2 separate regions of the Anas platyrhynchos genome follow, and region 1 is linked to region 2. A link is a contact called in public Hi-C data. All regions are on one chromosome and are shown on one strand. The core of a region is the stretch at or near the end of the contact, and the rest is flanking DNA. Distances in the headings are between cores, read along the strand shown.

Evidence for each region. Hi-C and Micro-C count contacts between places; a contact is called where the count stands out from the background.
Region 1: a contact with region 2 is called in a Hi-C map of F1 follicle, with 2.6 times the contacts expected there. The contact joins the promoter of SERINC1 here to the enhancer-like site in region 2. A contact is called at or near these places in 2 of 8 Hi-C or Micro-C datasets (F1 follicle and subcutaneous adipose tissue).

Annotation. Positions count from the first base shown.
Region 1 is chr3:67,276,890-67,282,779 of IASCAAS_PekinDuck_T2T, forward strand. It overlaps SERINC1 (serine incorporator 1), which reads left to right and starts at 1,463. Exons shown (of 10, transcript XM_027454612.3): 1 at 1,463-1,623. The coding sequence starts at 1,585.
Region 2 is chr3:67,153,701-67,160,023 of IASCAAS_PekinDuck_T2T, forward strand. LOC106016352 (a long non-coding RNA gene) reads left to right here. Exons shown (of 3, transcript XR_011808389.1): 3 at 1,370-2,481. Among named protein-coding and RNA genes, the nearest start is that of SMPDL3A, 27 kb to the right of the region's middle. Within about 2 kb of position 3,836, at least 2 of the 8 cell types and tissues checked have an H3K27ac peak or open chromatin away from gene starts, as enhancers often do. A contact at or near this core is called in F1 follicle, where this site is marked.

The DNA.
Region 1 (5,890 bases), core at 213-2,712, 120 kb after region 2:
TCTGTAAGGTGATGTTGGGCCTGCAGGATCTTCTGTCTATTGCGGTAGTGCTATGTAGAAGATGAACAAAGCACACTTTACTGGCTCAAAATTGCACACAAACGAAAGTGATCATTAAGGATTACTATTGTGGCTTTACTGGCCTAGCTGAACAGGCTTTAAGTTTTCTCCCCATCCCTACCCTTCCTGTGCCCCCCTGGGAGCAGATGTATGGAGGGTATAGCACCTACCTCACCTATAGGCCCCAGGCTTGGGCTCTAGTACAAGAAAAAGCAGTGCTTGCTGCCTTCGTCTCCCCATATCTTTTCTCTTCCTTGTTGCACACTACAATTTCACTACCATTACGCTACTTAATTCAGATAAAGGTCCCATTATATAACAATATATCAATTATATAACAATATATCATCCCATCTAGAAAGATTGTAGGGAAGATGGTTCAGGCCTCACATACACATCGGAGGTTATCCGCACCCAAATTCTTGTGTTTGTGCAGGACTAAGAGATATTTAATTGTAATAGGCTAAAGAGAGCCTGGTGGCCACTGGCAAGTAGACTTCAGTGAAGGAGCAGATGCATCCTAGCTAACAGTCCATTCTGTCCCCCACCATCGAGTGTCTCAATTTAGCAAAATTTTACTCTAGACAGATTTCAAAACCTCTTTTAACTGATTGCTTAGGACAGGAAGGTTGGATTTTATTTCAGTTCAGCATTCAGTGTCCACTAATTCTATGTGCTTACCTTTCAAATTAATAGGTATAACCACTAGGTTAATTATTCCCATTCCATTTTTTTTTTTTTTTTTATCGCTGGACAACAATCACAGTCTTAAACCATCAGACCACAAAAGTTCCTTCTCAGCTTTTTCTTTTCACGTTTTATTTTGAAAATACAGCTACCTTTAAAATCAATTATAGATGACAGATTCAGCAATATTCATAGATAGCATCAGGCTCAGCATGAAAGACCAGGCTGAGCAGTAGCTCAGCATGAAGCACCTGCTTTCATATGTTACGATGAAGGTAAACGTGTGAGCAGCATGAAAACATTCCTCATAAATCTTTTTCCTTAATCTGTAAGATGAAGCCATGTGTTGTCTACTCCACATGAGATGAACTGCCATACTGCTTAATTTTAAAAGTAATTATTTATCTTTGTCACTTATTAAATAACAGCTTTTCAATATTAAAACACATGGGACAAAGGAGGTGGTCATGCTTTTTTTGTAGGCGAAAACATATCTTTCACGTTGCCTAATCATTGAAGCGTGCATTTTATGCTCCTTGATCACCCCATTACTGTATAAACCGCTTTTGTTTTCGGGCTGTGAAGCATTATTGTAGGAAACCGCTTTTGTTTTGGGGCTGTGACGCATTTTTGTAGGAAATCACTTTTGGTTTTGGGACCTCACCAGCAGCCGGCGGGGCAGACGCCACCACCGCCCGCCTCTCCCCGCCCCGCCCCCGGAGGTGACGGCGCCGCCGCCATCCCAGGAGCCGGAAGCTTTGGGCGAGCCGTAAACAGCCCCCGCCGGATCGCGCGGCGGCGCCGCGTCCATCTTGTGCAGCCCCTCCCGGCGCGGCCATGGGCAGCGTGCTGGGGCTCTGCTCCGTCGCCAGCTGGGTAAGGCGGCCCCCGGGCTCTCCCCTCCCCTCCCCTCGCAGGGCGTCGCCCCGCCGGGCGCCTCCGGGGCTGCGTTACCGGGTGGGAGGCGTCCAGCCCCCCCCCCCCCAACGTCCCCACTGGCCGTACCGGCTGTCGGCGCGGCTCGGCTCGGTGCCGGGCTCGGGGCTGCTCCTGCCTTGCGGCTTTGTCCGGGCAGCTCCGCCCTCTGTGGCAGCTTTGTCTTGCCGGTGTCTTTCTAACGCTAGGCCCTGTGTGAATAACTCACAGTCACGCGGGTGGTGAATCTCCAGATATTTGGGATAAAAATGTTAGTGGGACTGTGGAAATCTGCATTTCCATGCCGAAAATACCGCATTCGTCGTGCTTAGATAAAATGAAGTTATATCTATTTAAGCAGGTGCTCATATAGCCTTTTATAAGGCTATATAGCCTTTTAGTAGGCACTTATAGTCTTCTAAAGCTTCATATAGATTCAAGCTCCTATCTCAATAGTATAATACACCAATAGATAAAAATTCATTTTTTCCTAGTAGAATGATATTATTGGGAGTGATGGTAACATAACTCCTCAATCTGCTATGCAAAATTAATAGAAGGACCACCGAGACGGTAAACTGCTGAGTATGAAGTAAGCTTCCAGGCTGATAGGCGTGTAAATAAGCTACCAGAGTGCTGATGATATCCTGCTAAAGAGATACTGTCAGTGTTCATTTTGCTTTAATCAACGTTTTAAACACCACTTAATGGATTAAGCTACTTAGGGTTTAATTGCCAGCTGAATATAGATACCTTAACATCTTTAATTGTTATCAAATACTGGGTGACAGTATAGCTAGTTGTAATGAAAATACTCAAGTTAATGCATGCTGCATTTTCGGGTGCATAAACAGACTTTCTGGTGACTGACTGGTGTTTGCAGCGCATGAAGAATCCCCGTGTACTTGCTTCTGCTTTTGAGTGTTGTTTTCTCTAGAGACAGCTGCTTTCAAGTGCTGCTAATGGTCTTTTAACTAAAATGACTTCTGTAGTCATGTAATCTCGGCTAAATCTGATTTACTGAGGGTAACTCCCATCCCTTCCTTTAAAGTGTCTAGGCAAAACATTTTTTTTTCTGATGGCTTTGAAGTGTTGACTTTCGTTCCACAGTTAAAACCACAGCTAATCAGCACTTACAGCCTGTGCAGCATAGGAGTCGAAAGTGGCTGTGGTCCCTAAGGATGTGTCTGTGTAAATAACTCATGGCTCTGAAAGAGGAACCAGCTGTGGGGGGGGTGGGTGTGCGGGGAGCCAGATGTGGGGTTTGTGCTGGGGCAGGCTGTGCCACGGCCAGGATCACTGCTCCTCGTCTCTCTAGGAAGGTGGTGCTGCTGGCATTGCTTTGTGGGGCTGTGCTTTGTGTCACACAGAGCTGTGCTGGGTAACCTTGGCATCCAACCTCGTGCCTTTATTTCTTCTCGATTTTTTTTTTTTTGTGTGTGTGTGTGGTGGTACTTCTGGTTATGACTGCACTCTGCAGGGCTGTGCTGATCTGGCAGTCTTTAAGAGCAAAGAAGAGCCTGTGAGAGACAGGGGGTGGGGAGAAGCCTTAAAGAGCATTGTCATCTCTCTGAAAGGTTTCTGATCCCAGTGCCCTGGATCAATCAGTCAGTCCTGATGGTTTTACTGGGGCTTGCTTGTATTGCAGTGCTCTCTGAAACAGCTTGTCTGCTGCTTCTAGTGCTTTAATACTCGCTGTCAAAGCAAACATCTTGATTGAATTGGTTGCTTTAAGCATACGGGTAGGGATGATGTAGCTAAGACCTAACTAGGCCCAGTAGGGGCTTAGTGTTTGTGCAGACATTCAATGCAGTGCATAATCATTTAGACTTTATCCCAGTAAGAAGATTACATTTGATATCAAAAGCTTATTTGGTGCGCATCAGTAGTAGTAACGCTTGACTTTCAGTAGACTTACGGGGTTTTCTTTCTCCTGTGTCCTGCAACATTATCTTGTGTGATCCTCCTGTAATTTCCTAGAAAAGGAAGTGACGAGTTTGACAAGCATGAATTAGCTTGTCTGTCCGGCTGGCTACTCCTGGAATAGGTGTGTTCTTACTGTGCATCCGTGAACACCACTGAACTGCTTCTTTTCTAAAAAACGTGCAGGAACATATGTTGGTCAGTAGGTTCAAGAGTTGCTGGATGGCAATGGATTTTTGTTGTCATGATTCGTTCATTATTGCCCTAGCTTCCTTATGAAAATGAACTAAAAGCTAATTGCAGAGTAGCTCTTTGTCTGCATCTGTGACTAAGCTGAATTTCACCTGAGGAGTTGATTTTAAGCTTTGATGTGTGTAATAGTAGCTTGCTGTTTGTGCTGCGGAGTTTTCTGTAGGACCAGAGCTCTGATTTTGGGAGGAAAGAAATTGACAGAGACTGTCCTTATCTCCTATGAACAGCATTCCATGGGCAGGTTCCTTTTCGTTCCCCCTTCTACTTGAAGGTTACTACTCATTAGCAGTGGTTTTGATGATAGTATAATATTATTTGATAGTATAATAATACTGTTCTATGGAGTGGTGTATATTTATGTATCTTGCTGGAAGAAAGAGGGACTGTAATGTGGCTTCCCGTAGGAGCCAGCTTGTATGAATAGCATCAGTAGGTATCTCTTGCTCAGAGATGTGCATGGTCACAGCCTGTAAGAATGAGCTGTTTGGGGCCACGTGATTTAAAAGCTGATATTGCTCAGACTTGTAAAATCAAGCGAGGCACGTTGCCTCAGTTAGGGCACGTGTTTCCCAAAGAGGTGGACGCAGTGATCTTTCTTTCAGCTCCTGTGAGCCTCTAGAAACATCCAGGTTAGGTGCAGTCCTGTGTGTTCCTTTTGATACACTCAGACGGAAGCTGCCTCGATTACCTGGGCATTTAACAAGCAATTAAACATTGGGATAATCCAGAGGAGTTATTTTTATGCCCAAGAGTTCTTGCGCAAACTTCTCTGCAGCAGATAAACCCAGGCTCTGAACCTAGGCTTGTATCCTGCTCTGCTGAATTCAACCTTTTTTCAGCAATATCTTTAAAAATATGAATACCAACAGAATTAGTTGGATAAATTAATGTTTTGAGCAGAAAATAGGAATATCCTTCAGTAGAGAGGTTATTTATTCAGAAGGAGGAAATACCATAAATACATTAGCACTCTAAAAAGTCCTGATGCAGGACTGGGTCATATTTGCCACACATTTCCTGCTTACTAAGCACAGACACCCCTAATGTAGCTGCTGGTAATCAGCATCTTCCTACACTTTGTGTTGCAATGTTACTGAATAGAGGAGGAGGAGGAGGTCAAAAAGAGTGCACTGGAATAGTGACACTGAAAATCTACTTAAATTCACTTATTTTTTTTAGCAAAGTGATTTTAATTGTGATGTTTGTTAATTTAAAAATGATTGTGTTCCATAGTGGAGTGAAAATTCCTGGCTCTTGTGTCCTTAAGAAAGAGCATGGGGAGGAATATAAGGCCATCATTTAAAAGCCCCGGGCTGTGGGTGCAGCATGCGGGTCTGGTTGAACCTGTCAGAAGAGAAGATGGGTCCCTTTTCCCCAGTGCCTCTCAAGCGCCTGCTGGCAGCATCCTGACAGCCTTCCTGCTGGCCCTGGGGCCTTGCTGGTGGTGCCAGGCTGCTGGTGTGCTGTTTGCCGAGTGACTCAACTTGTAGGAACTCTCTGGCACATGCCCGAACCTTGGATGGTTGACACGCACTAGTCATGAGGCCCTGTTGCTATTCCTGTTCTCCTGTGTTTGGGTAGCTTTTATTGCCAGACAGAGGTGTACATCAGCTTGTGCTGGGAGAGCAGTGAGGTTTGCAGCAGTGTGGGAGCTGTGTGGGTTGCAGGTTCTCTTGTAGTTCATTCATATGGAGCATCGGTCCCTTAATAGACCTGGTGGCAACTGTAGCAGGAGATGCATTTGATTCTCACATTGGTAGATTTTACCGAAACTGAATAATATGTGGTCTCCAAAACCTTAGCTATTAACCAGTCAATGGAATTTCCCATTTTTTTTACATAAAATTTCTTTATAAACAAGAAAAAAATGCATTTTGATTGAATCTTCCCTCTTCCCTCTTCCCTCTTCTGGCTTATGTGTAGTTGTGGGTACTTGCATTTCTTTTGCTCAGTCATTTGTCGTGCAGCAAGTGACAGAGAATTGGGAGGTACAGGTGCTTTCAGTGAATCTGCGCCCTTCTTCCCACAGCCTTCTGATAAAGAAAAGATTTCA
Region 2 (6,323 bases), core at 2,586-5,085:
ATGAACTGAATCTATTTTCTAGGGCAAAGGAAAGAGCAGAATTTGGCAGCTTAACTTATTGAATTCTGCTTCCCGTAAGGAGGTTGTGACAGGCAGATGAGAGAGTAACACATGGGAAAATTATTCTTTACTAAGAAAGAAATGAAGCAGACATTGTCTAAGTAAGTATTATTGATGCACTGCACCAAAGATGTGAAGTTATAACCCTTCTGCAGGCAAGGATTACCTCTTCCAAAAGTCTAGGGAAATCTGTATCTCTTGACTGTACATCAGACCTTCTTGCCTTTGCACAGGACCGGTGTTGCTGGGGCATGCAGTGAGGCTCCAGGCACACACTGATTGTCCACCATCCATGAAGAACTGACCATCAAGTACCATCAGCTACTGATGATGCAAGTCTCCTGCATGTGCAAGCCCAATAGATCTTGTTTTCATTCTACAGTATTGTGGCTCCACCACTCTTAATGATACTCTTACATTCCTTCTTTCTTTGATTAATGTCACCGTTTAGATAGCACACCTAGCACACTGATCCATATAAAATGCACAACATGTTCAATGCTAAATGACACAGATAAAAGAGTTTCTGATTAATCTAGAATGGTGAGTTTTAACCGTTAACTTGAAATTCGTTTCCATTTGCATCTCTGACGTATTTTACTGAGAAATCACTATCATCATGAGCACTGGTAAAAAAATGTGCAAAATAAAAAGCCAGCACATGCACACTCCTTTACTGCTCTTTGATTCCTTTCTCTCCAAGAAAGGAGAGATTGTGTTCTCTCCAGTTCTGAAACAAAATGATTGAATTTGTGTAGAAAACAGCCAACAGTATTATTTCATTTTAGGAATAAAGTCACAATATTATTACTTCCTTAACCATAGATGGAAATCTGTGTTTCCCTACAAGACATGGGCAGTTCCAAACTGGAACAGGGGAGGGCACTAAAGAGTTACACATGGATCTGAAAGCAGACGAAATGATTTGCCCAACATGTAAATTGGGTCTAAAATTATTTCAGACTTATCATGTATACAAAAACATATATTCTGATTATGTTTTCTTTTTGAATGAAAAAGAAGCTCTGATAGGGCCTATTTGAGTGGATTGAACCACTTCCTTATCTTTGGGAAAAGCTGCGGAAGCTGTCTTGCTTTTCTGTTCTATAATCTTCCAGCCAAGTAATTAAAAGAATTTCCTTGTCAGTAGTTTTCTAAGAGCAGGTTAGTCTCTGAGATGAGTAGAGACACAGTGTGAACCAGACTGTAGTATGCTTAGGCATTCCTTTTTTTTTTTTTTTTTTTTTTTTTTTTTTTGTCTCTATTTCAGTCAAATTAAGTTTAGCATTAAAAAAATACGTTTTTTCAGGTCCTCACTCTAACTGGATGACTGGCACTGAAGAACTGACACATTTAGATAATAGATTGAAACTCATACAGCACTTCCAAGACAGCAAGGTTATTTGCAAATTTACATTTGCTGAGGACTTGGTTCCTTTTGGGAAGCAACAATTCATCTTCATGTGCAAAGGGGGTGTGTTTTGTCAACAAAAATGAACAACACACATCTATTTACATAATTAATTACCATCAAATTCACAGCAGCATGAGAAGCTGAAACAATTCTTCCCATTTTCTGCCTGTCGGAGAGTGCTGTCACAACTGAGAACATGCTTTGAGGTCCTTCTTTGTAAAGGCACATCTGATTGAAGACTCTCTTTTAATTATAGGTTTTTATTCATTTATTTTTTATTTTTAAGTAGCGGACAATTCTGTAACCAATGATAACATTGGTAATAATGCAGGCTATAATCAGATCTCAGGCATTAGTGGAAAAATTTATCATGTCAGAGACCAGAAAGACTTTATGAATGGATATTCAATTTATGCATAAAGATCTATGTTTCTATGAGACCTTTTACACTATCTTTCACACTTTACAGCACGTAATAAATAAGGAGTAAGCCTGTGTGTTTTGGTTACTCACAGAATGGTTATGAGACAATGGCATGCAATGCTTAATAGTTTCAGGGCACATGAGGAAGAACAGTTCTAGTGGAGAGGGAGAGGTCTGAATGATACAGGTCACAGATCCACAGTTCTGGTCAGTTCTGATCAAACAAAAATACAAACAGGAGCACATCAGAGGAATGCTACTCATGAGCACTGCAGCTGCTGTATGGCTTATATGCAATGAACACATATATATACCATCCTTAGGCCTGATCTTGGTGTGCATCCAACTGTTCTCCACATCATTGTTTTCTCTGAAAGGAAATCTATGTCCACAAGCTAGACAAGAACCACAGCAAACCAAGAACCATGTTTCTGAAAGAGTCTGGCTTTTTTGGTATCTTCAAGAGAAGTTTGGGAAGGAATGATTGTCTCCCATAAGTAAATCAGAAGGCAAAACACTGGGAAAGGGAAAGACTAATTTAACTTATGCAACAATGTTGCATAAAACACATGGTCAGAACAATGTCAAAAAACATATGATAAAAGAGTGGCAATAAAGAAAACATGGCTGCAAATTAGAAGTCAGCTTCGGATAATTCTCAGAAGTGTGCAGTAAGAGACCTTTATTCCTAAATAGGTGTTTATGCTATCATTGCCACTGGTACAACTCCCTGACAGCAAAAACAGAAGCTCTGGGGCAGACGGGGTTCCTCCGAGCCATCCAGATGACATGCTTCTTATGACATTTTAGAAAGAACATCACATGCAGCAGAAATGGAGTTAGGGAACAGTGCAAGGTTTGGGGCAGTAAGCTTCTCTCAGACCCCTAGGTGACCTAGAGCCCGTGCAAAGGTGCTGTGGAACAGGCGGAAGCAGCACAAGCCTTCCAGGAGCTCACTGCCCCACAACTAACCCATGCTCTTGTTTCTGGAGGAGCACAACCTCGCTGCATGCCTTCACAGCACAGACAGACAAGCTCCCTGATGGCTCACTGGGTTTGTTTCTCTCTCTCAGATCGCAGTTTCCAATGACAACAGTGTTTCTGCATGGGGACACGAAGCCTGGCTGCCAGCAGATGGATGTTCATGACTGCAGAAATTTCGCAGGAGCTGGACCTGTCCCCAGCATGTGGGGATGGCTCAAGTGCTCCAAAATATATAAACTCTTTGCTTTCCCCAGTCTGTTTCTTCACTTTTGAAAGAAGCAATAACCAAGGCTGCCATTGCAAGCAGAAAACTTAAACTTATTTTGAATTTCAAAAGAGAATAAATGAGGCATCACTTTTTATCAAGGTAATTTAAGGAAAAACGAAAACCAGGATGAACGGCGTTTATGTACCACCTTGAATTTGTGGGTGGAACAGAGAGCTGGCATCACAAACACCCACTGTGTGTTGCAATACTTTTTATAAAAGAGATCCTGCTGCTGTCTCACTCCAAATGCCTCAGCTCAGGCGTAAGGCATGACTCTGACAAGTGGGAACAAGGGAAGTGCTCCAGCTGATTGACAGTCCCAAAAACCTCAGCGGGTCCTGCAGACAAATCGCACCAAGGAGCTGTGGGACTGCTGGTAATTTCCTCGCCATCCTTTGCTGCCCTGCTCCGCTCCTTCCGATCATTCCTCCGCTTTTGTGAGTCCTGACTTGTGGGGCGGGGGAGAGCAGCGTGCCTTGTGTCGTTTTGTTCCCTTCATTACCATGCAGACAATATTCGGCTGTTCTCAAGGAAGGCCTGGGATCCCTGCTCATTTCCCAGGCTTTCCTCTCAGCCATTAAAGAAGAAAAACAACGAGGGGCCTGTTCGGCTCTGTCTGGCCGTGCTGTGGGCTGACGCTGATGTAACGGCCGAGCCCGGCAGTGACTGGCTGCAGCCAAACTGGTCATGCTCTGTCCACGCATGGAGCAGCAATCGGCAGGCGGCCACCTCACACCTCAGCCCTGGCCTCCGCACAAAGGCTCCGGGGGGGAAGCATTGAGAGGTGAACAAAGCACCAGCCGAGCATGAAGCTGGGGCTGGGGGTGTCCCCACTTCCACACCACCCCTGCCCAGAGCTGGGACCAGCCTGGGACCTCTGAGATGACGATGATGATGATGAGCTGGTGGAAGAGCATGCCATGAAACTGGGGCTGGCAGGGGGATGTAAGCACAGATGGGCAGGAGAAAACTAAACCATTTTCTTTTCCCCACGGGGTACAAAGCCAGACCTTGGCTGACGTAAAGCAGCATGCTCTCATTGCCTTCAGTGGCAAATATATTCAAATAGGTATCAGCACAAACAGTGTACCAGGGTGTCTGACAGGTAGTTTAACTCTGCAGCTGTTGCAGTTTCTCCTAGGACCACAAGTAAACACATTGGGTGCTAATATATATTTATATATTTAAATTGAGACATTTAGGCAGTGGGTTTAAAAACAGCTTGATTTTTTTTTTTTTTTGTCATCTTACGACTTTTCATGCTGCCTAAAGAATATTCATTATGCTTAAATGCTAACAATAATAATAACAATAATCCTTGCCCAAAATTTGATGATTGCTTATGATGGACTTTTCAGTCCTAATTTTGAAGATGAGTTACATTCTGGCAACTAGAGGCAAGTTACCACAGAAAGGCAACTAATAGTTCTCATGCCTGTTGCATGCCAGACACCTGACATAAAAAGGCCTTATTAAATATTTGAGGTTCTTCCACATTAGAAGGTAGAAAATATGGGATTAACATTTGTTAAGTTACTTGTTAACTAATTTTACTTTTTCAGTCTTCATTCTGTCTTCACTCAGCCCATCAAAGGCTGACTCCTGTGGTGACACATCTAAACACTTTGTTGCTTGCAATAGTTACAGCCTCTTGACAGATCTAGACTGAATGAAAAGCAGTGGAAGTTTGCAGCATGTTTGCTTTCAGAGGGGCAAGACACTGAAAGCATATAACAATATTTTTCTAAGAAAAGATTAGATCTTAAGGGGAGGAGAGGAGGATGAATGGGAAGGATTTTCACCCTAAAATTACATCAACTTGTAAACTACAAGTCAACTTCCTTTTCAGATGCAACTTACCAAGATGGGTATCACTTAAACTTGTATAATAGGCCTTTGACAGCATCCAGTTTCATTCTTTTAAATGCCTTCTGGAGTCTTGAGTTTGAAATGTTCTGTATTTAAATTCAGTCTAATTAAAGACTGGAGATTAATTCATTCATTTTTAGTTATAATTGAAATAAGTAGCCAGATGTTTGATTTGTATGCCTTCAGACTCATTAAAACTTTGAATCAAAGTACAAGTAAAGCCGTATGAAGTAAACCTGTACTTACCACCCAGCAACACAAATAATAATTAAAAAAAAAAAAAAGCTTTCCTTCAAGTTTGCGTGTTTGGTTTTTTTTTTTTTATCATCTTTTTTAAGTTCTTCCACATATGTATGTAATCTTCTTTCTGTTACAGTCCATTTCTTAAGCATGTGCAGGTGCTCCCTATTTCTGCAGCTCAATGACAAAAAGTGCATGCACATAAAGTATAATGGGCATTTTCATTCAGGGTATCAGAAGCTGCCTCTCAGGCCATTCAGCCTCTCATTTTCAGGTATTTGCATTTGGAGCTTGACACATAAAACATGATGAAGCTAAAACTGAGATATTAGTATGTACAGCAAAGTCATGCATCCACTATTACATTCAGGGTCTGTTTCTCTTTACCTTGGTGTATCTCATAGATACAGGTATGTATCTCATAGCACAGGTATGACAGCAAGGAAACGTATGCATTAGATGGGCTACAACTGCATTTGTAAAGCCAAAAATTGAAAGTGCTTGGAAAATTGATCTTTTTTTCCTAATAAAAATTAAGCATAAAATAGCTGGAAAAATTCCTGAGCCTGCCCCACTGTATGTTTTTATACAAAATGGAGTTGGGAAATAGTTGAGGTCAATTTATTACTGAAAGGAAAAAGAACAAAAAAAAAAAAAAAAAATTTTTTAAGTCTTCCTCTAAGCATTTTTCCTTTTTACTTTGCTAATTAATTTGTCCCCTTAGTTAGACTTTTTTTTTCCCCCTATAGTAACAAATTATGTTATACAACCTCTCACTTTTGTTTCATGGTACTGTTAATCTCAGGGTTTTGCTCTTCACAGCTCCTAGCTACCAAAGTCTACAATTACTTCAAGGTGTTACCTTCAGTCCTGTGCTGCTGGGATTCTCATTAAGACACAACAGTCCACAGTCCAACATGATGTTACCTTACAGCCAGTAACTCCTTGACAAAGCCACCTTCCAGACATGAGATCTGAAGTCTTAGCAACAGACTTCTTCAGCACCTGAACCTTTAAGTCCTGTTCTGGGGGTGATCCAAAACAACAACTTGTCTTGTACCTCTT